Linked DNA regions of Triticum aestivum: region 2 is linked to region 1. Evidence: chromatin contacts called from public Hi-C data. All regions are on one chromosome and are shown on one strand. The core of a region is the stretch at or near the end of the contact, and the rest is flanking DNA. Distances in the headings are between cores, read along the strand shown.

Evidence for each region. A called contact is a pair of places that touch in the nucleus more often than the background predicts.
Region 2: a Hi-C map of an unstated tissue shows a contact between it and region 1, with 6 times the contacts expected there. The contact joins the promoter of LOC123128441 here to the promoter of LOC123128440 in region 1. A contact is called at or near these places in 2 of 5 Hi-C or Micro-C datasets (leaf and an unstated tissue) and 1 of 1 datasets of contacts at active chromatin or transcription factors (leaf).

Annotation. Positions count from the first base shown.
Region 1 is chr6A:553,498,829-553,506,280 of IWGSC CS RefSeq v2.1, reverse strand. LOC123128440 reads right to left here and starts at 4,728. Exons shown (of 3, transcript XR_006463119.1): 1 at 3,509-4,728; 2 at 1,905-2,102; 3 at 1,528-1,820.
Region 2 is chr6A:554,030,606-554,038,057 of IWGSC CS RefSeq v2.1, reverse strand. It overlaps LOC123128441 (cyclin-D3-1), which reads right to left and starts at 4,178. Exons shown (of 6, transcript XM_044548441.1): 1 at 3,492-4,178; 2 at 3,206-3,292; 3 at 3,015-3,113; 4 at 2,704-2,905; 5 at 2,362-2,483; 6 at 1,550-2,237. The coding sequence starts at 3,833. The coding sequence ends at 2,013.

The DNA.
Region 1 (7,452 bases), core at 3,479-5,978:
TTCGTACGGCACGATCGCGGATCGGATACCGTGTGCGATGGCGCGCGTAGCACTCCTTTTCGCGCGCGTACGTGGCGCGGGCGCAAAAGAAAAGGCGCGCGCGCGCGTCGTGTGTGGGTGCTGAGTACGACGCCTACCGTGTCATGTGTGGGTGCGGAGGCGTGCGCGAATCGTGAGGTGCGTGGCCATCGATCGGCCTCGGGACGTGGGCAGGGAAGATTCAAAATCGGCGACAGCAGCCCACGCCGACGGGTCGCGTGACCGACCGATCGCGATGATCATGTGCCGGTGCATTTTCGCCCGTTATCGCTTGCCGCCTGGTGCTGTTGTGGATCCAGGGCGGGTGTAGAAGGGGCCGGGTGGCTCTGTTTCTTCACTTCCCATCGTCGGTCGGTTTCCCATCCCACAAATAGCTATCCACAAAAGAAAAATAGCTACTTGTAAGTTGCCTGAAAATAGTTTTTGGGTCACTCGATTTTAAATGGAAGAAAGAAGCAGTCGTCGGCTCGCCGGAGAAGCTCTCTGGGTCTATCTTAGGGTGGCAGACGATTCCATTATCTATCTCAGAGGTATTGGGGAGGAGGGTGCAGCTTTGCCGGAAAAAAATGGTTCATGGCCGGGTTGGAGGGATGGTCGGGGGCGGCGACGGCACAATGATGGGAGACAGTTGGCGGTAGGGTGATGGGGTTAAGCCGGTGGTAGATCGGCAATTCGAGATTGGAGAAGATGAACAGTGAAGCGTTTCGAAAGCTGAAAAGTTGATCTGGCCATCATCTTGCATCCAACGGCTCACAGCGAATCGACTGACCCAAATTGGATTTTGGGTCACGTGACATCTAGCCAATTCGCATCCTATCCCCATCCGGGTGCTGTTCTTTTCTCCGTTGTCGGCGATCTCCGGCTCCTCTTTTTCTTGGCCTCTTCTTTTGTGTGTGTGTGGAAAACACGCCACGGGCCAGCAGCAAAACCTAACAGCTCGACAGATAGCTATTTCTACAGCACAGACTCGATCAGGCGCAAGAGACACCGGCACATCGATCAGCAGGGTGTGGAAATGCAGCTCCAGCGTTGATGTAGGGGAAACCCAAACCCAGGCCCGGGGCCCGGCCATCTTCTTGCTAGCATGGGCGCCGTAAGAAGCTGGAGTACAAGCTGACACAAACTGTCCACCGTCTCCGGCATGGATTCCTTGGAGATCAGTTTTGCATCTCTTCGCTGATGCAGGGGATCATCCACCAAAATCTGTTTCAGAATTCAAATCCATCACACTATTTGCCTTCTACAGTATTGCATGCCATCATCTATGCATGTAGCGGATCATTAGCAAGCATTATGTCCTGGAAACACAGCAACACATGACTGACTCCCTAGTGAACTAGTAACTCCGTTTGAAAAATCATCGGAGCGCATGATGGTCGTCTGATCAGTATAACCCGCAACACATTTCAACGTATTCTGAACCACTGTTTATCCAAAAGAATGAAGAGGGAGCAAGAGCAATACATATGCAATTCAGACTCGAGCAGAAAACAAAAAAAAAACTTTCCAGTTGTGTCCAGAAACTCTTACAGTGCTAATCGATGCCGCTTTACAAGACACGGAAAACACCGAACGACAATATTTCTTTCAGAAAAATGGAAATGGCGTAGGACCCACATAATTCCAAGTTTCATGTAGCCGACTCGAGCAATTTAACCAAACAGTAACAGAGGTACGCCTGATATGCTGAACAGAGATACAGTTCGCGCTCGGCATGATCAGGACGAATTCGACACGACAACCACATCCGAACATGGTGACTTGCATGATTGACACTTAAACTGCATAACAGACAAGAAACCGGCTTTAGAAACCAAAATACAGCTCTCTAGCCACATTATCATGATGAACTGAACGAGGACAACCACGGCTGATCACAGCTGACTTGCACCCTTCATGCTTAAACTCCTCAAAAGAAACGAAACAACCTGATGTTAGTAGATTGGAAGAAGCCAACGGCAGCAGACTAAAGATGATGGGTTTGTCCATTTCGCAATGCATCACTATTGAGCGGTACGTCAGAGATCAATGAGTCTTCGCTAGCGCCAACAATCTGCCACGATCTGAAAAAAAAAATACCAAGCACAAAACTCTTAACCAACTGTCCATCTCAGAACTTATAATTTGATGTGCCATTGTACTTATAACTAGTCCCAAAGGTTATAAGACTGCATGTGATATGTGAGCTTCAGCTGTGCCAGAAAGTAACTTGAAGCATCTTAACGGAAAAAATTTGAAGCAAGGTAAAGTGATAATACAATATCAACAAGGTTGACTACATATTTAGCAATCTCCATTTTAAGCTAGCAGGCACTTCATGCTTTCAACTATTTGACCAATCGACAGCAGCAGCAAAAAGGAGGCATTTCATCCCATGGATCGCTCCATATAATAGCAAAAGGTTTTCAGGTAGAAGAAAAACCGGACCTGAGTCCAGAATTCAGAAATGGCCACAGAAACAAGAGGTGACTTCTATTTTATGACATCAAACCCTGACATCAGTTTCCAAGTTTCTAGCAAAAGTAAGAAACATCTGAGTCCCACACCTGTCAGAATCTATGTACAAATGATAAATGTTTTGTGGTGAAACTAAGTTATGAGTTGGATCCTTGTATCACCAATTGTTTGTCCAAAAAGTCTGGTACTGCTACTTGACAGATCTTTTGAAGACGAGATCAACATTGAAGTCATATTAAAATGTCATGAAAGGGAAACGACATAGATTACACACAAAAATTGTTCCAAGTAGCTGGGCCGAGCATTAGGCAAACAGTAACTGAAATATGCCTCACATATTAATCTGACATAAAACCTTTTGACATTACGATCAGGATGAATTCAACAAGACAACAACAATTGATCGTAAGGACTTGCACAATTTGTATGTAAACTGCTGAACAGAGAATATACGATTTCATACTTATTAGTAGCAGCTCGGAAAGAAACTAGCAGTGCACTTTGTTTAGTTAATCCTTGTTAGCGATGACAATGTGCCATGATCTAAAATATGGCATGCACAAAACTCATAACTAACTCCAAGTCAGCATTCCACTTTGGTGAGTTATGTGCTAGTACCAATTCCAGTGGTTACAAGACTGAGAGTTTGAGATGTAACCTTCAGCTAAGCCACAAAGTAACAGATATATTTTATAAGAAAGGCTGAAACAAGGTAACAGGATTCAGATCAACATGTTTGTGTGCATATTCGAGCAATGCATGGTCATGATCCTTAACATGTCAAATCTCATAACATAAACAACATTATGTTTTCCAGTGCCATATATTAAGTTTTCTCTGGCGCAGAGAATTGTCTTTCGCAAGCTCCATATGTGCATATAACTAACACATATTACTTGCATCATGACTAACTAACTATTCACAAACAACAAACAACTAATTAAGCAAACATACAGAAGCTGTAATGAAAATGCAAGACAACAGTCAACAGACAAGAAGCAAGGGCTATCACCTATACCTGGAGTGTAGAAGCTCATGTAGGGTAGGACGCTAAAGTACTCTCCCGGCTCGTCAACCTTCCTGACTCGCCCTGACTTTAGCTCTGTGGCGATTAAGCCAGCATCTGTGCTTATGAAGATGACACCCACACCCTCTGCGGAACCAACCACAAATGGTTCCCAATCGAGATCGACATCTGGTATAATTTTCTCCAGCTCGATGACCCTGCATTGCACCCATTCTGCAGCCGCTTCTGGATCCACCTTCCTTGACCACAAACAAAGGCTAGAATTGTTGATGCAGGCAAACCCCAGCGAACTGTCCTCCATCACCATGAGAGCCATTGGGGCCAAATCGTGTGGCGGCTGGCTGATCATGGAGAAGCACTTGTTTGGCAAGTTGTACTTGAGGATTTTGTCAACCGACCGAAGTGTGAAGTAGACTGCATCTCCAATGACGGCTACTCGCCGAGGCATGACATAGGGTAGGTGGTAGAAGTTTTTTGCAATGTCATCTCGCTTGAGCTGGGCATAGCCTTCACAGCCATCGTCGAGGCATACTGGCGCACTCCACGCACCTGTCACCGATGAGTACACGTTCGCCTTAACGACACGGTCGTCGTTGCCGGTGCCCAGGAAGGCCACGCGGAAGGGGCCGCCTTGGCAGTCGAGATGTCGGCAGCCATCGGCGGCGCAGAACACCGCGGCGGTCCAGATGAACCAATCGACGCCCGGCGCGGGCAGAACGCGCCGGTCGCCCGTGACGGGGTCTGAGACGACGAGAACCAGGCTGTCGCCCTGCACCAAGTGGTAGAGCACGCGGCCGTGGCGGCAGTCGAGGGGGGTGGGGTGCTCGCCCTCGCCGTCGGAGCCCGGGTAGGGGAAGTCCGGCATCGACGTGGTGGAGGCGAAGCGGTGCGCGGGGCTTCCTTGGAGGACCTGGAGCAGGTGGAGGAGGCCGAGGAGGGGAGGGGCTCCGTGGAAGGCGCGGTAGCGGCGGCGGAAGGCGGGGTCGCAGACGATGCGGAGCCACGACTTGCAGACGATGGCGGCGCGGAAGAGGTGCTCGGGCTCGTCCGGCGGGAGGCGGAGGAGGACCTCGCCGAGGAGGTCGTCCATCAGCTCCGGCCGTGTCGCCATGGTCGGCCGAATGGGATGGGGGTCGCCGCCGGGTCGGGTGGGGGAAGAGAGCGTGAGACGGGCAGGCACGCACGGCCCGTTCTACTTGGTTCGGTTCGACCAGGGTCTTTTTTTTTTACGGGCGGTTTGACCAGGGTCTCGGCCGAATGTTTGTGGTCTATTTTTTTTTGTCCCAGCTTTTTTTTCCCTTGTTGCTGCGTTATTCGTGAGAGTTTAGTTGTGACATCCTTAAAAAACATCTAATGTGAATTAGATAAACTGTTTTCAGTTCTTAGAAAAAATTAGTAAAACATTTTCCTGCAAATTATTATTGGAAGAGAAAACAAGAACATCGAGATGCATTTTTTAATTTTGAGATCAAGATGCATATTTAAGGTCAACCTTTTTTTCATTTCCTTAAAAAAAGTCAACCTTTTTAGTGGAAGTTGATGCATCTTTTCTTATTTAAGAGATTCATTACTTAAGTAGTATCCATCCCATAATATAAGAGTGCTTTTGACACGTGTCAAAAGCGCTCTTATATTATGGGACGAAGGGGGTACATATGAATTTGTAAGCTCAATCGCGCAATAGAACGAGTGGATGCATTTGAAGATTCCCATCAACCCTCCCCTTCCCCGTAGTGACTCGAAACCTTAGTCGGCAAAGTGAAACAGCGAGAGAGGAGGGAGCAAGAGCCCCGTACTCCGGCATCACCAGGGTTCCTCCACCTCTGTTGATCACTCCAGTGGTTTTCTCAATTTCTTCGCTGGGTTTTTCTTCTTCGGTTATTTTGGTTTTTTCACAATTTTCTTCGTTTTATTCCAGCTTTTAATGAATTTTCCTTTTTTTGTTCTTTTCTCAATGTTTATTGTTTTTCCTTTTCTTTATATTTATCCTGTTTTTTGTTTCTTTCTTAGTTTTCATCAGATTTCTTTGGGGTCTTTTCTTCGTTTCCTCATGGGTTTTACAGTTTTCTTTGGGTTTTAATTTTTCTTTGTTTTCTAACATATTTCTGTTGTTTCTTCGTTTTTCACAGATTTTTTTTCAACACACCTCTACATTTTTCATACACATTTGTACCCTTTGCGTATACATCTGAAACATTTTAAAAATTATGCTTGATGACCACCCTTTCATACACATAGTACATTTTGGTATATATCAGAAACTCTTTTTTATACAATTTAAACATATTATTAACATTTTTATATATGATCAACATTTTTTTAAAAATACGCTTTTATGCTCATAGTGTTTAATGCACATTCAATATTTTTCGTATAAACCAGGATATTTATTATACACGTTAACACTTTTTAAATAGACGACACATTTAAAAAAATTGATGACAAGTTTTTCATATACATTGTATATTTATAGTATATATCAGTAATTTTTTTATACATGGTTAACATTCTTTCACATTATTAACATTTTGATGATACATGATCAACATTTTTATTTATCTCCAACTTTTTAATACACATTCTACTTTTTTTATACATCAAAAACATTTTTATACACATTTAACATTTTTAAATAGATAATTAGCTTTTTAAAATACTTGGTTAATTTTTTAAAATACATCACCAAGTTTTTCATACACGTAGTATTATTTTGTATACTTTTTTTATACATGAAAAATAATAATTCTAAACACATTTAATATTTTACAAATGCTAGATTAACATTGTAAATATTTTATGTAAAGTGTTTTTTGTAATATATATATTTAGACTATTTGGAAGTATAAGCAAAAGTAAAAAAGGAAGGCAAAAAATGAAAAGAAAAATAGAAAAGTAAGGAGGTTGTGCCTCCCATGAGCTGGTCTCATCCGCCACCATGTCTCGCGCGCCCTGATCCAAACCAAACAACCAAATTTCAGAGAGTAACTAATCAAGTAGTACTCCTTCGGGAGCTCCCGCAAGGATCAGTTGGGACAGTTGGGGGGTTGGGAGACGTGCCACTTGGCGTGCTCGCTTCCGCCACCATGTGTAGCGATTTGGGCGCTTCCTCCGGATTTTTTCTATTTTTCTGTGTGCGTTTTTTGCCTTTGCATTATTTTTTTAGATTTTTTGGCTTTTCAATTTTCCTTTGGGTTTTCTTATGTTTTTGAAAAAAATTGATGCATGACTATACCTCTCGAAAAAGAAAAAAGATGTGTTTTCTTTGTTTCCTTCCTCAAAAGCCACGTAATTTACTTCTCGTGGAGGCACGAATTTGCTTACGCGAGAGGCACGACCATGCATTTCGCAAAAGAAAAAAAACATGTTTTTTCTTACCACGTGAGACACGGACTTATTCTCGTGGAGGCACTGATTTGCTTCCGCAAGAGGCATCGGAAAAGGTAAAATAAAGCATGTTTTTCCTCTCGCGAGAGACACGGATTTACTTCTCATGGAGGCATGGATTTGCTTCTGTGAGAGGCACAGTCATGCCTCTCGAAAAGAGAAAAAAGTGCTCCCGGTTCGGGCTTGTTCATTCATTTTTTCCTGCAAAAAAAATTCGTCAAAACCTATCACATGTGATCTAGTTTTAAGATCTCGATGTAAGGAATCCAACGATGAAAATGATTCAAGATTTGGACGCGCGGTTTAAGAGATAAAACATTTTGAATAAACGAATCTAGAAGAAAAGGGGGAAATTCTCATGTTGCGACAAATGATGCACGTGCCGTGTGATACTTCTCGGAGCGTTGGAAGGTGGGAGTGACCTTTACAAATAGTACTCCTTAATTAGTGATTCGTAAATTTCAACATGCGTAACAGTCCCCGGTAGGATGGCCTACGTGGACTGGGCCACGCCCCGTGCCAACCCACATGGATTTAGCCCAACA
Region 2 (7,452 bases), core at 2,929-5,428, 530 kb before region 1:
CTACACTTAAACTGATGGTGGCCAACTAGGCCAAGTGCAGCGGCAGATCATTGAAGGACAGCGACAGCAGAGGCAAACCATGGACTGCTGGTAGACAGTAACTCTACTGCAGCTCCACAAGGGAGTATGTCCACCATGTTCCTCAACATCTCTACCGTTACGATCCAGTTGACCCCCCAGTATGGTAAATGATACTCTAGTGTCATGCACAGACAGGCATCTCAGTATGGAATCTGCTACGTACAAGATATTGAAAAGAAGAAGAGAAGTCAAATGACACAGGAATCAGGATCAAGATTTAGCTGTGGTAAACTTGAGTGCACCCTGATTCAAGTGAACTAAATGCGGTGAGAGAGACTAGGGTCAGTCAACAAAGAATTGAGAAATCCGGGTCGGCGCCCTCAGTTCTTCATCCAATGGTTTAACAGAAACAACACACACAGATCAGGTGGATTTTTAAACCTGGGTAAACAAAGCAAAAAAAATCTTGAGCCTTACTGGATGGTAAACTTGAGTACACTCTGACTCAAGTGACACAGGAAGCAGGATCAAGATTTAGATGTGGTAAACTTGAGTACACTCTGATTCAAGTGAACCAAATGGGGTGAAAAGGAACAATGAAATCTCAGTCCACCCCACAAGTTTTCATCCGACGGTTTAACAGGAACACACACACAAAAAAAAACAAGTGGATTGTTAAACCTAGATTAAAAAATCTTGAGCCTTATTGGATGGTAAGCTTTGCCTGACTGAGATTTAAGAACTTCTTAGTCGACTTAGCATTAGCAAATCCGATAAATATAGTGCTTGACCATGAAGGAAGGTGCACAGATATGGTAATGTAGGTGCCTAGGTGGGTCTATTTAGTTTCTATTTTCATTAAGAAATCTCGGTCGACATCCTGAGTTCTTCATCCAACGGTTCAACACAGAAACACACACACACACACACACACATGGATTTTTTAAACCTAGATAAAAAACAAATCTTGAACCTTATTGGATGGTAAGCTTGGCTGACTGAGGTTTAATAATTTCTCAGTCAGATTTGGCATTAGCAAATCCGACAAAATGGTGCTTGACTATGAAGGTAGGTGCACAGAGATGGCAATGTAGGTGGCGCAGGTGGATCTCAGTTTCTGTTTTTGGAGATGAACTTCAAATGCAGGTTTGTGAATGCATATACATATCGAAAAGTCAGATTGCACTACAGTATTCAACAGCAAGAGGTTTCATTTACGGGTCTAGCAGGCTGATATAGGGCCATCAGTGCTACTCTTAGTTCTCACTAACCCTAACATATAGATTATGCTCCAAATCAAATGGTAAAGGGTAATGCACTTGTAAGGAAACAGGCATCCCTTATGCTCTACATTTGATCCCATAAATTACTGAACTAGTGTTGGAATCTTGAAAAGAAGATCATTTATTTATCATTGATTCTTCAACGGGTGACGAATAAAGGATTGGGTAGACAAGCACAGTTGCAATCAAGGATCATGACATAATAGTAGACATCACAGAAAAGGGAAATAAAATGGAACAACATATAATGTCGACAAAATTTATAACTCATCAGAACAAATATAAACTGTTCTGTATCTCAGCCGATCCGTTTTAGGATCATTTTCATTCACCGCCTCAATGATCAGAGCAGCCCTTGCCCAAAGTTCATTGGAAACTGAATATGGAACCGAAATACAAAAACAGGGCAATAGAGCTCTCATCTCTACAACATGCAACTTCCTTGCTCCATCTCTGCCTACACTAGCATGCATCTCTGGACACTAACAGCTTAGCATGCCCCTTACATATGTCGATTGCATGAACAGGCTCGCGGCGAACTGTTTGTTTTTATGGGTCAAGTATTGACTATGGTGTTTTTGTTCCTTCCAGCAACTACTTGACCACACTATAGTTCTCGAGTGACCAAACTGAATTGAGATGTTTGAAACAACAAAACGGCCAAAACGGTGAGCAACACACCTGAAGCACAGCACGACATGAGACCGGTCATCTGCCAATTCTCCTCCTTTTGCTTGCCGAAGAGGCTTGGTAGCATGTTGCTGGAGATCCAACAGCAGTATCATCACTCTGTTGGCTGAGACATGCAGCAGCATCCAACACGCCTATCGGGCTTTGCGGCACAGAGAACATTGATGATCCAGCTGACTTTAGGACAATGGTTCCCATTGCTATCTTGTCTTGAATCAGTTCGTAGCATCTTAACACTCGCTCCTACAAGACATAAGAGGTATTTAGGCAAATGAAGTAACAATTCAAGCGCATCATTGCATTTACAGGTTACCATTTAGTGAGGGGCAAGTGGTTTAGTAAGTGAGAACATTGAGCTGATCACTACCTTGTTTATGTACTTGCAGGTAGTTGTAGCCCGCTCGACTACTGAAGTATTGCGCTCCCCAAATGCGGCAAGTGCAACACTTGCAGCAATCTCTGAAGGTCTGAACACCAAAAAATCAGCTCCTGCAATCCAAATTCTCAAACTTTAAGAATTGATCGCCGCCAAATTATACACATTGATCAATGCATACCAAAAATGAGATCTGGTTTAACACATTGATCGATGAATACTAAAAAGGAGATCTGGTTTAACACATTGATCGATGAATACTAAAAAAGAGATTTGATTTACTACATTGATCGATGAATACTAAAAAAGAGGGGTCTGATTTAACTCTCATACCTTTAGCGGTGCTCAGGATGAGGTCGGTCGAGCGGGAGAATGCGAGCATGGAGGGTGCGTCATGATCATTGAATTTGCGCAGGAAGTAGTCAATAAATGAGCAAGCAGTAACAGCTTGCATCCTCCATTTTAAGGTGCTGAGCACCAAAAGCTCCATCCTTTTTATGGTCCTTCCCTCAAACGCAGAAGTTGCCTCAACCACCTGTCAAGCGAAAACCGTCGATTAATTGAGATGAAACTGAAAGACGGAACCCTTCAACGATGCGTGTATGCGGAGGTCTGTGATAAGATAAGATGCATCACTCACTGACCTGCAGGTCGACAGGGAGCGGCACATAGGTCTCCTCCATCTTCGAAGCGAGGGACAGGCAAGCCACTGCCAAGAGCTGTGTGACCCAAGCTTTGCCTTCCTGCCATGAGAAACCAATTCCTCCATGATTACGGGATTTTTAGCAGGGTTTGCTTCAGTTGGCACTGAGATGACGATGGTGATAAGACTTACAGGAAGGGGATAGACGGAGAAGAACCTATCAAGGTAGTTGACAGACAGGACCGCAGTCAACGGCGCGAAATTGAAATGCTCAATGACCTATGAGCAGAGAATTTGCAGATTTAATCAGCTATCGCATCGGGGCGGCACCATCGAGCACCAATCCAACGAGAAATCGCCACTAGAACGGGTGAAAAAAAGGCATCTTTACACGAATCCGGCCCATCACATCTCGGCGCCGCGCCATCGGCACGAGTAAACGGCGATTGGAATCAAATCAAGATGCGGGGGGTCTCACCTTCCAAATCCAATCTACGGCGTCCCTCCTGACGGCGGCCAAATCCAGGGCCCCGGCCCGGCGCTGCAGCATCTGGGGGTACCCGTCCGCGGGCATGTGCTCCTTCTCCGTCGCGACGAGCGCCGCCACGCACTCGTCGGACTGCACGGGGTGGTCCACCAGGAACCCCTCCGCCGCGGCGGCGGCATCGGCGGCGACGCGCGGCGGGGTGGTGGCCCCCGCCCCCGCCGCCGCCGCCGCCCAGGAGCAGTCGTCCTCGTCGTCGTCGAGGCCGAGGATGGCGGCGTTGTCCTCGGCGCAGAGCAGCACGGAGGCGGCGCAGTCGTACCCGGACGGAACCATGCCGGCTCCTCCCGAGAATGGCAGGAATGCTGGGTTAATGAGCAATCAATAAACCGATGCGAACTGATTTATCTATCTATCTATCTATCTATCCACGCCGCACCCCTCGTCTCTCCCTGCGAATTTACTCCCCGGTTGCTCCTCCTCCTCCTCCCCCTCCAATCTCCCTCCCCGGTTCTTGATCCGTCAATCAAAGGGATAAACGAAAAGGATAAACTAAACTATATATTTTTTTCCTTTTTCCGCCTGCTGCGTTCTTCTTCTGCTCAAGTGGAGACGAGATGAGGAGCGGAGGGGGAGGAGGGCGGAGGGGGGAGGAGGAGGGTCTGCCTGCCCACTGTAGAAGCGGGGAGCGAGAGTGGGGGAGAAGGGCGAGGGTTTTGGCTTTGTAGGGCGCGGCCTCCGGGACGGGACGGGGAGGCGGGGGGAGCCGGCCGCCATTTCGGGGGCGACGCGGGGGGGCGGGCGCAAAACCGCACGCGACTTCCTGGCGGAGTTGTTTTGTTTTTGGCATTTTCCTGGGGGCGCGGATCCTTTGCGGCCACGACACTCGCTCGGATTTCGCGTGCGCCGTGTCGCTCGCTGCGTCTGTTTCCTTTCTTATTATCTCCTCTGCTCCTAGACTAGCCTCTGTTCTAGGTTAGTAACATGATGAATGTGGTATGTGGCGATGTGTTTCTTGGCTTGTTTGCTTTGCGAAACAAACATGGGAAGAAACATCGTTTTGTGATCTCGGGGGTCTTTCCACGTAGTTGTTGCATGGAGATTTTTATGGTGATTGTGTTTTTATGCTTTCTTTCTTGCTCGTTGTAATAAATGGATGCAGGCGGGGGCCTGATATTTCACAAGATTTGGGTGCCAAAATTAGCCTCTGCTTTTTTTTTGGTGTGCTAAAAAAAATTAGTTTGTGATTTTCATGACTCGGTCGCTACGGAATTTCTTTCGTGGCAAATCCTCTCGTAAGGAACTGGCACTTCGAAAACCAACATTGCGCACGTCACGATAGATGAGGAGGCGCGTTCGTGGACGCCGGATGGTAGGAGCTGCGCTCGCCTTTTGGATTTCTTCCTTCGGTCGCCTAGGCCGGTGCGGCGATTATGAGTGGCGCGAGTGACGCCCGCTCTCTTGGAGGCATTTTGCACGTTCCCAACGAACGTCGGAAAGATCGGAACCGACACCTCCACTGGTCCGATGAGCTCCGTCATCCAGACCATTGTGTGCATGAGTATCGTCAAAAGGACTACGATACAGACATATATTGTTTTGGGAGGGGTACTTTTTATCTCATCACTTTCTTCTCTCTCCTCTTGTTTCCCTTGAGAGTTGCCTGGCGGCCTGGGTAATCTCAGCTCCTCTCCCTCCTCGCCTCCGGTGGTTCCGTTGCGCGGATTGAAGTTGAGAGAGCGGCTTCTCCCTAAGAATAATAGGTCTAGGGTGTGTATTGCCACTATGGAGCTTGACACTATGACGGTCTTGAGCTCCCCACTGGCATGAGCAGATATCGAGCGGTGATCTTCTCATCTTCCATGGCTTTTGGTGGGGAGCGGATCTGACGAGGGCTCTCCCAATAAGCCTTGCACTTCACTAGATCAAGCCGAACAAGATGTTGCTCCTTTTTCCCTATATTGTCATGGCGACGAGAAGGTTTTCGGTGGGCCGTGCTTGCTTGGCCATCTTTTATGGTATTAGGTATTGTCGGGTCTACCTCCGGTGAAGGTCTTGAAGCATAAGGTACAACTGCTCCATCCCGAGTTTATTACCAGTGTGTTCGAGCACAAGCTACGACACTCGTTGATCTAATCTTTTCCTTTGAGAATATCGGTTCCCAACAGTTGGTTGTTGGTCTCAACCGCTCCACCACCGGCTTTTCCAGCCGAAGGACGGCCGCTTGCCGCTCAGAGTGCTGACATTCATCTTCCTTGGCTCATGATATTCTTCCCATCTATGATGCCAATAGGGAGGCAGTTCGACTTCGGCTCCAATATCCTGCACCCTCTGCTTCCTCCAATACTTCGTGATGGAGGCAGGGGCACAATGATATTCTCGCCCCAAGTGGTTCTTCCCCGGAGGCGATGGATGTGTCTTGAAGCAGAAGCCCATCGTGGAAGAAGGGCTACATTGCAATTTTGTGTTTTTCTCCAGAGCCCTTATTGCCAAAATGTGAGTTATTTAGCAGAGCTGTCGATAGAAGGTGAGTCCACGATATCGTTGTTCAGCTCAAGGCTTCATGGCAAGCAGTAGACCTTGAATCGGACATTCAAACATCCAACTTTTATCCTCGAAGAAGACGTGTAATTTATGGTATAATTTTATAAAACGTGCTCTAGTAAAAAAACAGAACCTAGACAAGAATCCCTTCACACATCTCGATCATAAACCCACAATTTATACGACAATTAAAGATTGTTATTAACCACATAATATTTCAATTATTGTCATATAACAAGCGATCATACACATTTGGTAAAATCTATACGACGAAACTTTTAAGTTGTTACTTCATCACTTCACACATCTTGATCATAAAACCACAATTTATGACACTGACAAGACGATTACTGAATTTAACTACGCTGAGAAATAGTATCCACTTGAACTTTTCATCACTAGTAGGGTCCACCGTCGTGCTCACTTCGTCAAAGTTTTCTGTATTATGAAACAAGGTTGGATGATGCGCGTCGGCAATCCCATCGAGTAAAAGATCCGCCGACTTACTTAAAGTAGATCCGCTTATCGTCCAGCCTTATTTCATAATAAAGAAAACCCAAAGATTATGTACAAGAAGTGTTAAAAGTATATTTGTTGTTATGACAGTCCCTGGTCATAGTGTTTTTCTTTTGTGGGGAACAAAAAATTGATCATGGGTAGCCATGTGTTTGCAGAACTGTTGTTTACAGTGCATCTATATCCAAGCAGCTGTGCCTTAGTGTTGTTGCTAAAGAAGACGAAGGGATTTGGACATGTACTTGGGCACAAGCCAATGTGGATGCTGTCATCGAGCAATGCTGGCACTCTTGGCCAGATTCCAATCCCCGGGGTATCAACCGCCCCCCACTACATCTTGTGTATATGTTCACATTTCCTGCAAGTGTTTGCTAGAGGACGTAGATTGTTGAATTCTTGTTAGCACTTCCTTTGTTTTGGTTCCTCATAATTTGAGTCTATTTTGACTTAATTTAACTAAGAAAATATAAAGAACTGTGTATATACTTTTTGAAGGAGGCTCGTATGTGAGGATCCACAGATTGGAAGAAGCGCAGACCCCTCTCTGCAAAAGGTCAGAGGGCTTTATCTGAAAAAAAAGAACTGAAATTGACATGCGAGATTCGCAGATTTGCCGAACTGCAGGCCCCTCCCTGTGAAAAGTCAGAGGGAGGACTACGTTTGATTAACTCTAATTGCCATGCGTGGTTCCACGAATCCGGAGAAAAGCAGGGCCCTCGCTGCAAATTGTATGAAACTAGATATCGAATCATAAAATAAAATCGTATGGACTAGATACGAGACCCGGAGAACCCCGAGCCCCTGGGCGCAAAAGGGGCGGGGAGGAGTACACGTAGGAAAGCGCCTCGGTGGCACGACCCGGCCCATATGCCATGTGGCAGGCGGCCACCACCCC